Linked DNA regions of Astyanax mexicanus: region 2 is linked to region 1. The links are chromatin contacts, called in public Hi-C maps. All regions are on one chromosome and are shown on one strand. Each heading gives the region's core, a stretch centred on a gene start, on an enhancer-like site or on the middle of the called end of the contact. The rest is flanking DNA. Distances are from core to core; before and after follow the strand shown.

Evidence for each region. Hi-C and Micro-C count contacts between places; a contact is called where the count stands out from the background.
Region 2: a contact with region 1 is called in a Hi-C map of muscle, with 9 times the contacts expected there. The contact joins the enhancer-like site here to the promoter of zgc:171572 in region 1. A contact is called at or near these places in 2 of 3 Hi-C or Micro-C datasets (both in muscle).

Annotation. Positions count from the first base shown.
Region 1 is chr12:12,676,874-12,683,450 of AstMex3_surface, reverse strand. zgc:171572 (protein bicaudal D homolog 2) reads right to left here and starts at 3,043. Exons shown (of 10, transcript XM_007237045.4): 1 at 2,513-3,043. The coding sequence starts at 2,734. It overlaps LOC111192739 (a long non-coding RNA gene), which reads left to right and starts at 5,063. Exons shown (of 3, transcript XR_002650119.2): 1 at 5,063-5,286; 2 at 5,456-5,525; 3 at 5,657-5,731.
Region 2 is chr12:12,748,653-12,755,023 of AstMex3_surface, reverse strand. All of the region lies in intron 8 of zgc:171572 (protein bicaudal D homolog 2), which reads right to left. Among protein-coding and RNA genes, the nearest start is that of fgd, 22 kb to the left of the region's middle. Within about 2 kb of position 3,188, the one cell type or tissue checked has an H3K27ac peak away from gene starts, as active enhancers do.

The DNA.
Region 1 (6,577 bases), core at 1,794-4,293:
TGAACAAATGTATTGGGAATTTTTCATCCTAAAACAAGGTTATTTAGGTTATTAATTATATAAAAGGACAGTTTTTAGATTGTGTAGTTAGATTGTCAAAGTTTGTGTGTACAATGTGGGCATTATGTATTTTTCTTATTATTAATAAGTAGTTGGGGCACATTATTTGACTCACTTTCAACAATTAAAAAACATTAAAAGCACAAAGAAAGTCTCCTTATTAAAAGAAAGGGCCAACACCAAGCAAAACTGACCAAACTCATTAAAAACTGTGTATTCCTACAGCTCTGCACATTCAAACAAAAAACAACAGCTGCAGCAGCGGCTGGTCCTTCTCCTGCATTCTTGACCTAATCTCATACTATCAGGAATCACAAGGCAAACATCTATCTGAAAATAAAAGAGCCGTTCTGACCTCAATCATCTTTCTTTCATTTTAGGCATTACAAGGCAAACACTGAAAAGAAAAATGATGGAAGATTATATAGTATTCCGATTTATGCAGCAGGAAAAATAGCTTATTGTCTTAAATAAGTGACAAGTGATAAGGTTTCTTCTGTTCAGGATTGGTATAAAATTTTAATTGAGTGTGTACAGCTATGGAGTTTGTGACTCATATCCTTATATACTAAACACCTGATTTATTTAATGGAATCTGATCATCCTATCTTCAGTTTGTCAATTATCAGGATTGTATCTATTTTCATAGATTTTTCTTACATTATTATTTGTTTCTGAGTGTGTAACATAAGTAATATTCTATGGTGGATATCATTTGTTTATGTAAACTTGCTTGTTGCTACTTTTTTGACAATGCAAGTTAAAAAAAAAGCCATTTATAAAAAATAAAACAGCTATTCTCCAGCAGTGACAAAGAGGATATGATGAAAATTCCCAACCATCTACAGACTACAGAGCTGCGGTTCATCTGCAGCTCTGCTCGGGGGAGACTCATCTCATCTGCATTCCCATCATGCCTGTGTGGGTCGTAACTCGTTCAGCTCGCTCGTCACCCTTTCCAGGCGGGAAAAAACGAGCTCTTTCCGCAAATAGAAACAAATTCAAACCCAGCCCGCCATTTTCAACCACAGGACATGAACACACACAAATCACACACTCCTCCTTCAAAAACTCAACTCTACATTTCTCCATTTAATCAATAAATGACTACTTTGTCTTTATAAACTGCGAGACAAGCTTAAACAGATTCCCAGACAAGTCTAAACACTGCAAGGAGTAAGTGAGTGAGTGGGTGATGGCTAGATATTGGACTTAGATCATTGATCACCACAGCAAATTTAGTCTCATAATCCAACATCTGACCCATTTTTATGCCTTAGAAAATTTTCACAGATATTCAACAATCTGCACAACAGCCAGACTCTAATTAAAGCACTACAGCAAGCCAGGAGACATGAAGGAACAGGGACTGAGAGCCTATAGAGGCCTCAAAGCTTTAAAGAGCTTCAATAATGAAAGTCCTGCTTCTGAACTTTAACACCACTGTGACCATTTATATTAGGAAGCAGTAAGATCAAGCTGAGATCAAGGCTGCTGGTATGCTTTGTGTTCTCATACACTTTGAATTTGACCTTGTGATGTCACAAAGCGTACCTTAAGAGAGGGACCAGCCAGTCCAGCCAGGTTTAGATTTTTTGGGTTTTATGTTGTTGATGCCCAGATTAACATACTAAACCTATAAATATAACTAAACCTGTACATATAGGTACTAAAATGAATCAGGTGGGTCAAGGTGAGTTGGAAAATCAGCAAAATCAGTACTGTAATAATCCCCCAGGTATTGAACCACGACTACATACATACATACATATGTAATCTATTGTATATTATTAAAAAAGTATAGTTATATATATATATATATATATATATATATATATATATATATATATATATATGTAACTACACTTAAAAAAATAAATATATATATATATATATATATATATATATATAAAACACTATACTTTTTTACTTTGTTGCTCTTTAAAAAGGGTGTAAATGCATTATTATGCTGTTAGATTATCAATATACCAATGGCATAAACAGTGGTTATTACAGGCCATTATTATTATTATTATTATTAATATTAACTATTGACTTTTTTCTTAATAAAATGTATGATCAGGATTGTAAATGTGAATATTAATCATTCTCAATGGAAAAAAAACATTCAAAAATTTGCTGCACATTTCAACAGGCACTACAAATAGGAAAACATCTATAAAATAAATTATCTATAAATCACTATTATTAATGAAAACCTTATTGCTTTACATTGATCATGTAATACATTGGATAAAATGCTCTATTAGAGTATGGTATGTTTTAAAATCGTAATTACTAGTACATTATCGATTACATTATCGATTTATCAAACCATATATGGTCCTGACTTACACATATTGTCTTTTTGATTTTATAAACAAGGACTGAATAAAATAAAATAAAAAACCCCGCATCACGCGCCCCTTTAATATCCGTTAACGGCCGTTACCTCCCGGAGCTGCTCGAGCTCCTGCCGCACGGCCTCGTATTCGGCCTCCAGCTCGTCGAACTGCTGCTTGAGCGCCTGTTTCTCCTCCAGCACGGCCAGCCCGTACTCCGCAGCCTGGATCTTCTCCCGGGTCGTCTCGCTCAGCTCCCGGGACAGGCGCTCCAGCTCGCTTACGAGCCACTCGGCTCCGGGCTCGACCCCAAGCGGCTCCTCCGCGGACATGCTGCCGGAGGGAGATGATGGAGAGCCGGGGGTGAGACAGGGGGAGAAGGGTGGGGGGCTCCGTGTACACAGACCGGAGGAGAGGAGGGATCACCGGACAGCCGCCGTGTGTTAACCGGCGAGCGGCGGCGTCAGTCAGCGTTACAGTGTTCTGGGTCGGAGCATGGCTGTGTGGCAGAGTGGTCTGTCAGCAGGTCGGGGTTTGTGGCCGCGGAGCGCCGGTTCAGTGCTGCTCCATGGTCGCGCTGCGCTCCGCCTCTCCGCTCCGCTCCGGGACCGGGAATGAGCCGCCAGGAGCCGCCAGCCGCACAAGCAGCAGCGCCCAGCCCGGACTCCCACGGCGAGACCGCGGGATTGTGGGAGATGTAGTTTTTTGTAATACAGGCAGCGTGCAGACTAGGGTGACAAGAACTCACTTCCCATGAGGCAGCACGGATTTGTGGGAGTTGTAGTTTCGTGTAAAGAGAGGCAGCGCGCAAACAAGGGCGAGAAGGACTTACTTCCCATGATGCACCGCGGGATTGTGTATACGGATGCCGGGCACGCTGCCCTCAAACGGCTGCAGGGAGTGACGTGGAGACGCCTGAGACAGAGCGCGAGAACAGCGACACGGTTCGGTAAAAAGCTGTCACTACACCCAGCGTATGTATATATTACAATATCCCAAAGTATTGGACATTGTTCCATCTTTAATCCATCAACTAATCTTTATTTTCACTCTGTAATACATTGTGTAACCCCTTTTAATGCTCTCAAGCATTTACAACTTTAAGGGACTATAAAAATAATAATTAAAAGCCAAAATAAGGAACTTTGTAAACAAATCAGCAATTGGTAAAAAACATTAGAAAAACAAAAAAACAATAAAAGATTTATATAGGAGAAAAAAAAAATAGAATAAAAGTACAAGTGGACAGGCTAAAATGTAAAGGTAAAAGAGAAGATAAAATAAATAAAACAATGAAATCAATAAAATAAAAAGGTAAGGGGGCACACGTTAAACAAAAATAAAATAAATAAAATAACAAATTACCGTACATAAAGAAAATAAATAAAAAGTTAAAAGAAAAAACCCAACTAAAAAAACTTTTGAGTGTCCTGTAGTGAATTTCAGAATTCTGTTCTATTGGCAGTATATCTCTACGTAACCTAGACAAGCTGTGTGTGTACATTTGCAGATTTGTGTCAGCAGTCAGTGCATGCAGCTGAATGCAGTCATTAAAAGGGAAGTTTAAAAACATTTGCTATAAATGGAAATATGGAGTAGTGTGAGTAATAGGTTTTTTGTGTGTTTTGGTGTTCTGCTGTTAATACAGTGTTTTAACTGCTGCACCTGTCTGTGTTTCTGTCAGGACCCCTGTGGGGGGTGGCCTGCCTGTCTGTTTGCTACATTTAGCTCTGTGTTTAATCACTTGTCTCAAACTATATGGGTGGTCTGTCATGAAATGTCATGAAAGTATATTTTGTCTCTTTTATAAACAACAGTAACTTTCTCATACAAAATGTAAAAGTAATGTAACATAAAGATAATGTACTTTAACAAAAACAAACATTTACAATTACATGAAACAAAAAATGTACTAAATGTAAAGTCAAAATGCTATCAAAATATCATGTTATCAGTTTGTTTGTTTGTTTTTGCATAAACAAATCCTAAAAAATACTATAGGGCATATTCTTTTGTGAACTTGTGTTCTCTTTTAGTGCAGCTTTTTTTTTCAGATTATTTATAAAGTTTGCATCTATATTTGCATGGACTGTGCACTAGAGTTTGTGACTGGAGAAACCGAGAAACCAGTGTCTGGGAATGGTCTCCTGCAGTCACTAGAAGAATAGGCTTGTTCGACACGGCGATGAGCAGAGATGAGCTGCGCGAGCTGAAAGACAACTTGAGGACAGAGCTCAATCCCTATTGGCTAAACCCCCCCTTTACACATGTGGTGCTGTTTCTGTTCATTCTAAAATATAAACAGATAATATACATTTCTCTTCAACTAAATAATATATATTATAATGATACTTTTGATTTAAAAAGAAACAACAAATGAGTAGGTGTCCTGATACTTTTGTCCATATTGGGTAAATGTTTAGGTTAATCAAGCCGTTATCATATTAAGTGTCCAGGGGTATGCATTAAACTTTATTTTTTGAACTAGCTTAACATAGAAGTTATTTTTTTCACAATTTTGTGATATTACAAGCCAAAGACATTGATCGGATGATTGTTAAAATGGTTTCGATGTGTTTATTTTTAAATGTATATTAGGGCTGCAACTGAATACTTTCCCTGAATATGCTGAACACAATTTAAACATGCTGCTCTCATGCTGTTGTAATTATTTTTTATATAGTTTTACCCTTGGTTATTTCTTATGTCGATGTAGGCTGTAGGGCATAATCCCAGTGCAGACGAAGGGGATTAGAACCCAGTAGGTGGCGCCAGCGCAGAGTAATAAACCAACGCGAATATATTGAGCTCCCTCGAGACCCGTAGTGTGCCGGCATTTTTGAGAAGCGTGCTCAGGACGCCAAGTTAGTCTGGAGCTGCTGAGGTAGTCTGGATTTTCCGACTTTCCCTTGCTCGTGGTGTGTGTGTGAGAGACTGTGTGCACGCAGGAGAAACGATATGTGAACTCTTTTAGTGCTTTATTTATTGTGAGTGTACCTGAGTAGCTCAGACTGTAGTACATAGGCTCAATGAGCTGTTTGTTTATCTTGTAGCTGGATGCAGTGCTGGGAGTTTGTTCTGCTTATACTGCCAGTAATATTGGAGAGAGGAGTGGAGTTACAGGTAATTATGACTTCTGGTTGGATAATGCCTGAAGAGTGTGGGGCTGCAGTTTTTATATTTTAGTGGTTCAGTACTGTTTACCTCAACTGTTATTAGGCTAGCTGTATTTTAATTAATATTATTATGTTTAGTTATTTAAGGAGACTGAGGCCAGTGGAAGAGCGTGTAGAGGCATTTGCAGACATAATTACTGAGCAAACTACAAGGAGGCAATGTGTACATTGGTGCTTTTTGTAAACTGGTGGGGCTCATCATTAGCCTAACATGGCTATTGAGCTGTTTAGGCTAATGGGGATTTGGGGTTATGTGTATTAGTATTAATATAAATGTTTGTCTCTTTATAGGAATGTCTGGAGACAACCATATGGTGTAGCCACTGTTTTTCCCATATCTGTTTATGCTTTAATTTTATTTTTCTTTGATATTTCAGACTCTAAAGGGTATCTTGGTCTTATATAAGAAGGTTCTGCTCCTTGTAATGCTAATGGGTTATTAATGATCATTTTTAATTAGTTGAGTACAGTTTAATATTTACAACTATCTATTTAGACCTTTTTTAATATTTGGAGTATATTTTATTGATATAAGGTACTTATAACTCTTGGGCACTGCCTGTTAGGTGGGCTATTCCCTTAAATATTTTTTCTACTTTTGCATTTTATAATAAATTCTACATATTTTGTAAACTATGTTCAATACCCCTTGATATTTTATTCTATATTGACCCCTCTATTCAGCTGAGTTCAAACTGTGGTTGTTTGGGTGGGTGGCTTAGCTTAATTCTAGGCCCATTTGTGTGTGGTGTTTTGGGTGACTTAAAACCTTTTTTTTACTTTTGATATTTTTAAGTGGAAAATAGATATCTGGTGTGTGGGTCCAAGTCAAATGGCACATTGATTGCAGTGATATTGTGTATATTGGGCTAGGGGCTATTGCTACCACCTATAAAACCTGTTTTTATTGTTTGACTCCTACTATAGACTCTGTAACAAAAGGATAATGTTCAAATGTACACTTGATACTCTTTTGATAATTTATTAAATAAAATGTTA
Region 2 (6,371 bases), core at 1,939-4,438, 71 kb before region 1:
AGGTGGTACACGTATGTGTTTTTAATGCAAAAAAAATAAAAAATACAAACGATTATACAAGCAAATGCATGTGGGTACCATATTTTTCACCACTAGTTTGCTTGCATACATTGCTGTGGATAACTTGTAGGTGGTAGTTTGACTTTTTGGTTTGATTGTTGGTTTTACTTGGTGTAAAATGTTTGAGAACCACTTGTCTAACACAAAGCAAAGGTCATCTTAAACTGTGTTGCATTAACATGATAATGAGTTCACTGTTCTTCTGGGGCTTTCCCAGTCGCCGGATCTGAATCCAGCAGAACATCTTTGCAATGTGGCAGAACAGGAGATTCACAGCATGACAGTGCTTCGGAAGAATCTGCAGGAACTGCATGACGCAATCAGGTCAACATGAACCAGAAGCTCATAGGAATGCTTCAAACATCCTGTGAAATACCTGCCATAAACAACTGAGGCTGTTTTGGGAGCAAAACTGAGGAGACCCACCGGTAATAGTACAGTGTTTCTAATAGACTGCTCAGTGAGTGGATAATTCAATATACAGTAAATAAAGGAATTTACCATGGGGCAGACAGAACAGAGCAGCTGCAGGTTTGCTATTGTCCAGCAGAGGGCTCCAACCACTGCTTCTATTTCAGTCTACCCCAACTTTAGTCATGAAGATCCTGCATGTTTTAATTATCTATCTAATGGATTTGCTGTGAGGACTTGATTGCATTCAGCAAGGATGCAATGACTCCGGAGAGTCATATTCTATTGATTCTTCTATTGGCAATACTTCAATACAGGAAGTACATATTTGTACAACTGTACCATATTTTTTCTTTTGAAAGCCAGACAATGGTGGATCATCAAGTTCTTGACATATATTCAGTTGATGATAATATTTATTATCTTTATAATTTTACTGGTACAAAAAACATGGGTACACAAATAATATTAAAACCTTAATATAAGGTACCAATGACAAACTTAGTACTCTTATTTTTCTTAGTGTGTACTTAAACTAACTGCATGTGTGTGTTTTCACAGTTTTCAAGTATTTCATATTAATCTACAATGTAATAAATAATGTTACAATTAATGAGTAAATATTGAGCGTGTCCATACTTTTGACTGGTACTGTATAAATCATATTCACTCTGTGACTGTCCCACCACTAGATGGCGCTCTTTAAGTGTGAAGAGCTCCCCCTCAATCCATACAAGCACACACACCCATACGCTGCACAATACAGTGTAATCATATGCTTCCATATGAGCCTCATTAGCTAATATTTTAATATTATGCAAATAAATGCAGTGTGCATTTTAATAGGAAGATTTAAAAGGTTATGAATGATATGGATTAATAAGCAGTGATGAGATGCTAGGCTCTGAACAGTGTTTGATTACTGCCATTTAGAATGAAAGAATCTATTAATAGAGATTAATAAATCTAGATGAATAAAAATGAACTTTTTTGGCTGAAACCTGAAAAAATATAAAACATTCTTTTAATGATGACACATTTTACTTTTGCATAAATTAAAAATACTGAATTTAACCCTATCTTGCTAAATTCCATTATTTGGTATGAATTATTCTTTTGCTTCCACCACTGAATGTGCTTTTCTTCCATTTTCAAACAAAATATTGGCTGCTGAATATTGGTTGCTGCATCCCTAGCAATGAATTGTGTAAATACACACACACACACACACACACACACACACACACACACACACACACACACACACACACACACACACACAATGTTTACTGTTTAATGTGTGCTGCAATGCCATATTCCAGATTATATATATATATATATATATATATATCCATTGCCTTCAAAAACTGCTGATAATGAATGGAAGATAGCAGTGGGCAGGTTAACATTAGCTCAAGCTAATGAAGTCCTATTAGCATTTATTCACCATTAGCCCAGCTTTCCTTTTCCTAGTTCACTGTTTCGTCTCTTGTCCTTTCTTCTGATCTTCTTTGCTGGCTCTGGATTTAGCCAGTATGCCGTGTGAACATTCCTCCTTTACCACACCTTGGTAATTATATTAAAATTGCTGCTCCCTGGCCTCGGGCAGTGCTTGACAAAACACATTATTAGCCTTATACTCTTCCCCAACTGCCCCAAGATGGAGCATCAAACTCGATGTACCTTCCACACCCAGGTCTACCTGCCCATGTGCCTCCAGAAGTTCTTAGATATATAGTGAACAAAGGATCTAAGACAGTCGACATGTACCAGCAGGTAAACTGAGGGCTGGTACACAAATCAAATCAAAGCCTGTTACTGTCCTGTGTCATCTACTGTAGGTCTTTATTCAGACATCCAGAGCAATGCTGAGGACTCCTCTGGTGGGCACTCAATTCTGGGGCCACTGCTGTGAGGATTTGACCCTTTGATTCACTCTTGGCATTAATAAAGGAGCCAATAGGTCCTATTCTATTGGCAGTAGTTCTATACAGGGACTAAACAAGCTGAGTGTGTATTTGCACGTGTATTTCTGCAATAGAGAAGTGCTTTCATTTGAAGGGGTGTCCACCAGGGACAGGCAATATGTCCCAAAATAATTATTATAATAATTAATTTCATGAAAATACTACTGCAACAAAAAAAAATCTTGTTTTATGTATGATAAATATACGTTTCATACATTCAGTAAAAACAAAAGAAAAACCTATTTAATAAACAGTAACTTAAAAATACCTAGATTTTCTATAAAATAGTTTTTTAAAATTCTAGTATGCATACAAGACTACAAACTCTTATAGCATATCAACAGTGGACCTACATATGTTTCTCCACATACAGATGCTTTCAGGCTGTTGTTTGTCCATCAGTCAGCTGAGACTGCTTCAATAAGGTCAGCAACAACACCGCCTCATAAAGGACCAGTAACTTCTCAGATTCAAACCATAACATCTGGGCAAAGGGGGCGGGTACACCAGAAATGAGCCAATCATGCTGATTATCGATTTGTTTTGTTCAAACTTTGCTCTCTCATTGGCTGTTCATGTGCCCTTCTTTAAGATGTGATTGGTTCTTCAGGCTTTTATTGACTGATTGCCCTACAGCCATTCCCACGGGGATGAACTTTGACCCAGCCACGGTCTAGACGACCCAAACACACACCCTCTTGTTTGTGAATGTGTTTGTGTGAATGAAAGCGAGAGGCAGGGTGAGTGCGAGTGCGAGTGGACCTGACCGTACAGACACACACACTGACAATGGACATCAGTGACGCTCCATTAGCCACAGTGTTCCCTTGGGAAACCTTGGTTAAAAAGATGCAAGGGTTCATATGAGGGCGGGGCAGATTTCCCGGGAAAAATGGGGGTGGGGGACTCTAGTGCATGCGGGTGTTTGAGAGAGAGAATGGTCAAGAGTGATGTAGAGAAAGTAGAGAATAGGAAAGAGTTCTGCTGCAACGAGGGGGTGGGGAGGGGGTGTATTGTGAGGCACATTGACCACGTCCATCACAGACAGAAAGGAGATGGAGGACGTCTACTACAAGGGATTTAGAAGAACACAAAAACACGCACGCGCACACACACACACACACACACACACACACACACACACACACACACACACACACACTTCAGATGTTCACAGGCAGCCTGGGAACTGGCATGGTCTGGAAATCTGGCGTACAATATGGAGAAAAAAAATTGATACAGTTGATCATTGATAATTGATAATTGAATGTCCTGAAGTTCATAAATTAAGATCCTATATTAGTTTAAGACACAAAACAGTCAAAACCCTAACCCACTCACACCCTGCAAAGGCCAATGGCCATGCCTGTAAGCATTGTGGCTGTAAGAATTGTGGTTGTTAGCATTGTGCAAATCCACCCACACCCAGCAAAGGCCAACAGCCGTGTCTGTTAGCATGATGGCTGTTAGCATGATGGCTGTTAGCATCGTGGCTGTTAGCATGATGGCTGTTAGCATGATGGCTGTTAGCATGATGGCTGTTAGCATGATGGCTCATCTTCAATGTGTTGTAAAATGTTTGACAACTTAGATTATAATTATGATTAAATGTGAAATTTAAAATATTATTTATTGTACTGCTCTAGTCTGGAGTTAAATAAAGATAGAAAACAAGAGACTAAGTACTGTGACGATCTAAAAGAATAAAAGGAAGGACGGATAAAAGAATAGAGAGATGGAAGGAAGGAAGGAACTCAGCAGATTAATCATGTTAAGTTGCAGAGCCTTACAGCAAAATAAGAGTGTGTGTGTGTGTGTGTATGTGTGTGTGTGTGAGAACAGGAAATGGCCAAGGGTCACTTTACTGGAGTTTACATTTTAGTTTTTTTCCTTCTTCTTCTGTGGGCTAGACATGTCCAGACAAGTCTCCTCACTATGAGGGAAGAATATCAGCCTTAATATTACTCCTCCCTCCATCACCCCTCAAACCTGCAGAGCTACACCACATCTCCTTATCTTCATTCTACACTCCTTTATTCTGTAGTGCTACTGAATTATTAGCATAACAAAAAAGAAACCCTTTAATTAAAACAAGCCAACGCTCTCCTATCAGCCTTAAATCACACTCCACTCATCTTTATTGATGAGTTATCTTTATTAAGAACTGATTCTGAACAGTACAGCTCATTAAGTATGCACACACAGGGATGGTGGGAAATTGGGTTCTGCCCCCTACCTATAAATCCACTAATTAGCATAGCAATGCTAGGCCCCTCCCGTATTGGGCCTATACAAGGCTTTCATATGCAAAAAACAGCCAATCAAGAGGCCCTGCCATTCATTGTTTTTGACATGCAGCTTAGATGGGGTTATGAGAAACCTGTTCTGTAAAAAACAGAGAGAGGGGGCATGTGGAGAAGTGTATGTGTGTGTGTGCTGACTGGCCACTTCATTAAAACCACCCCATGTTTTTACATTTACAGTAACTTATTTGATTAGATCCATCAGATCCATTTACAGACTATAGATATCATGTGAGAAATTTTCAGGGCCTTTTTTAGGTCTAAAACACATAAAAATATGTGTTAAAAATATTTGTCTCAGTTTATCTATAAAATCTCTATATACTGCTATGCTTGTGTCATTAATAAAACCTGAAAAAAATCCCATATACAATACATACTCTGAATAAACGCAGGGCTATAATAGGATTTCTTAGGATGTTCTTTTTAACCGTAACTACTAATAATCACATATTCAATTACCACCTCAAGTCAAATTATGTAAACTTTAGTGTTTGTAATGACTGGATTTATTACTCCATGAAAAGCTAACTAAAGCCCTATCTGGACAGGATTAGTTTTTCGCGGGGTCTTTGGGTCATTTTCTCTTTTACGGGGGTCCTCTGTGATTTTATTCCCATCCAGAACGACCATGTATGTGTTTTTCTCAGACGTCCTCGAACGAACTCGTGGTCCTCCGGTAATTCTATTTCCATTGGGAGTGACATCTCGTTTCGTCTCCTCGCGTTTATTAAAATAGCTATTTATCCACTGCCGTGCACCATAATTACATTTAGGAGCTCATTTCTATGCAGATCCATGTAAACACAACAGCAAGTGGAAATGGATGAGCTCCTGAACGCAAAGTCATTTGACCGAGAAAACCAATATTAAGCAGAAAGACAAGAAAGCAGTAAGATTACAGGACTTTACACACATCACTTTTAGTACTAAGTCCTCATAGGAAAGTTTATATATTTATTTGACAGCCATCTTTGCAACGCTACCGAGCAGTCGCTTTGAGTCACACAAAACCAGAACACTCATTCATATTTAAACCAGTGACTGGTCTCCTCATTACTAACATTTATTCTGGATTTACACAGTTCTCCCAATCGTTACAGGTCAGTGGAGCATCACATATCTGTACTTGTAAGGTTTAAAATATATATATATATATATATATATATATATATATATATATGTTAATCTTTAAAGGTCACCTTCCGCGAAAATCCGATTTTTCTTGTTTTTTGTGGAATACAGTAGGTCTCTCCGAGTTGAATGTGTACACCTGCACATTAAACTGTTTTGCAGCCCCCATTGTCTGCAGGAGCTAAGCAAAGAAATCCCCCCTCCCCCCCTCCGAAAAACGGGTGAATTTTGAATTATCTTTCTGCCTACGTAGGCAGAAACTCACAGACCAGCCCACCTTGGCTCGAGAAACTCCCAGAGGCGGAGCTGAAGCGACGCAACATCACCGCTCATCAGTTAGGAGGTGGGAGGCAGTGAGCGGCAGAGCGGTGGAGGGACGTCGCAGTGCTCCTAGCCAATCAGAGGAGAGATATTTGCATGCTGTTTGCATGTATGAATATTCATGAGCAAAGCTGGAATCCGGTCATTTTGGACACACCCCTAAAACAGTCCATTA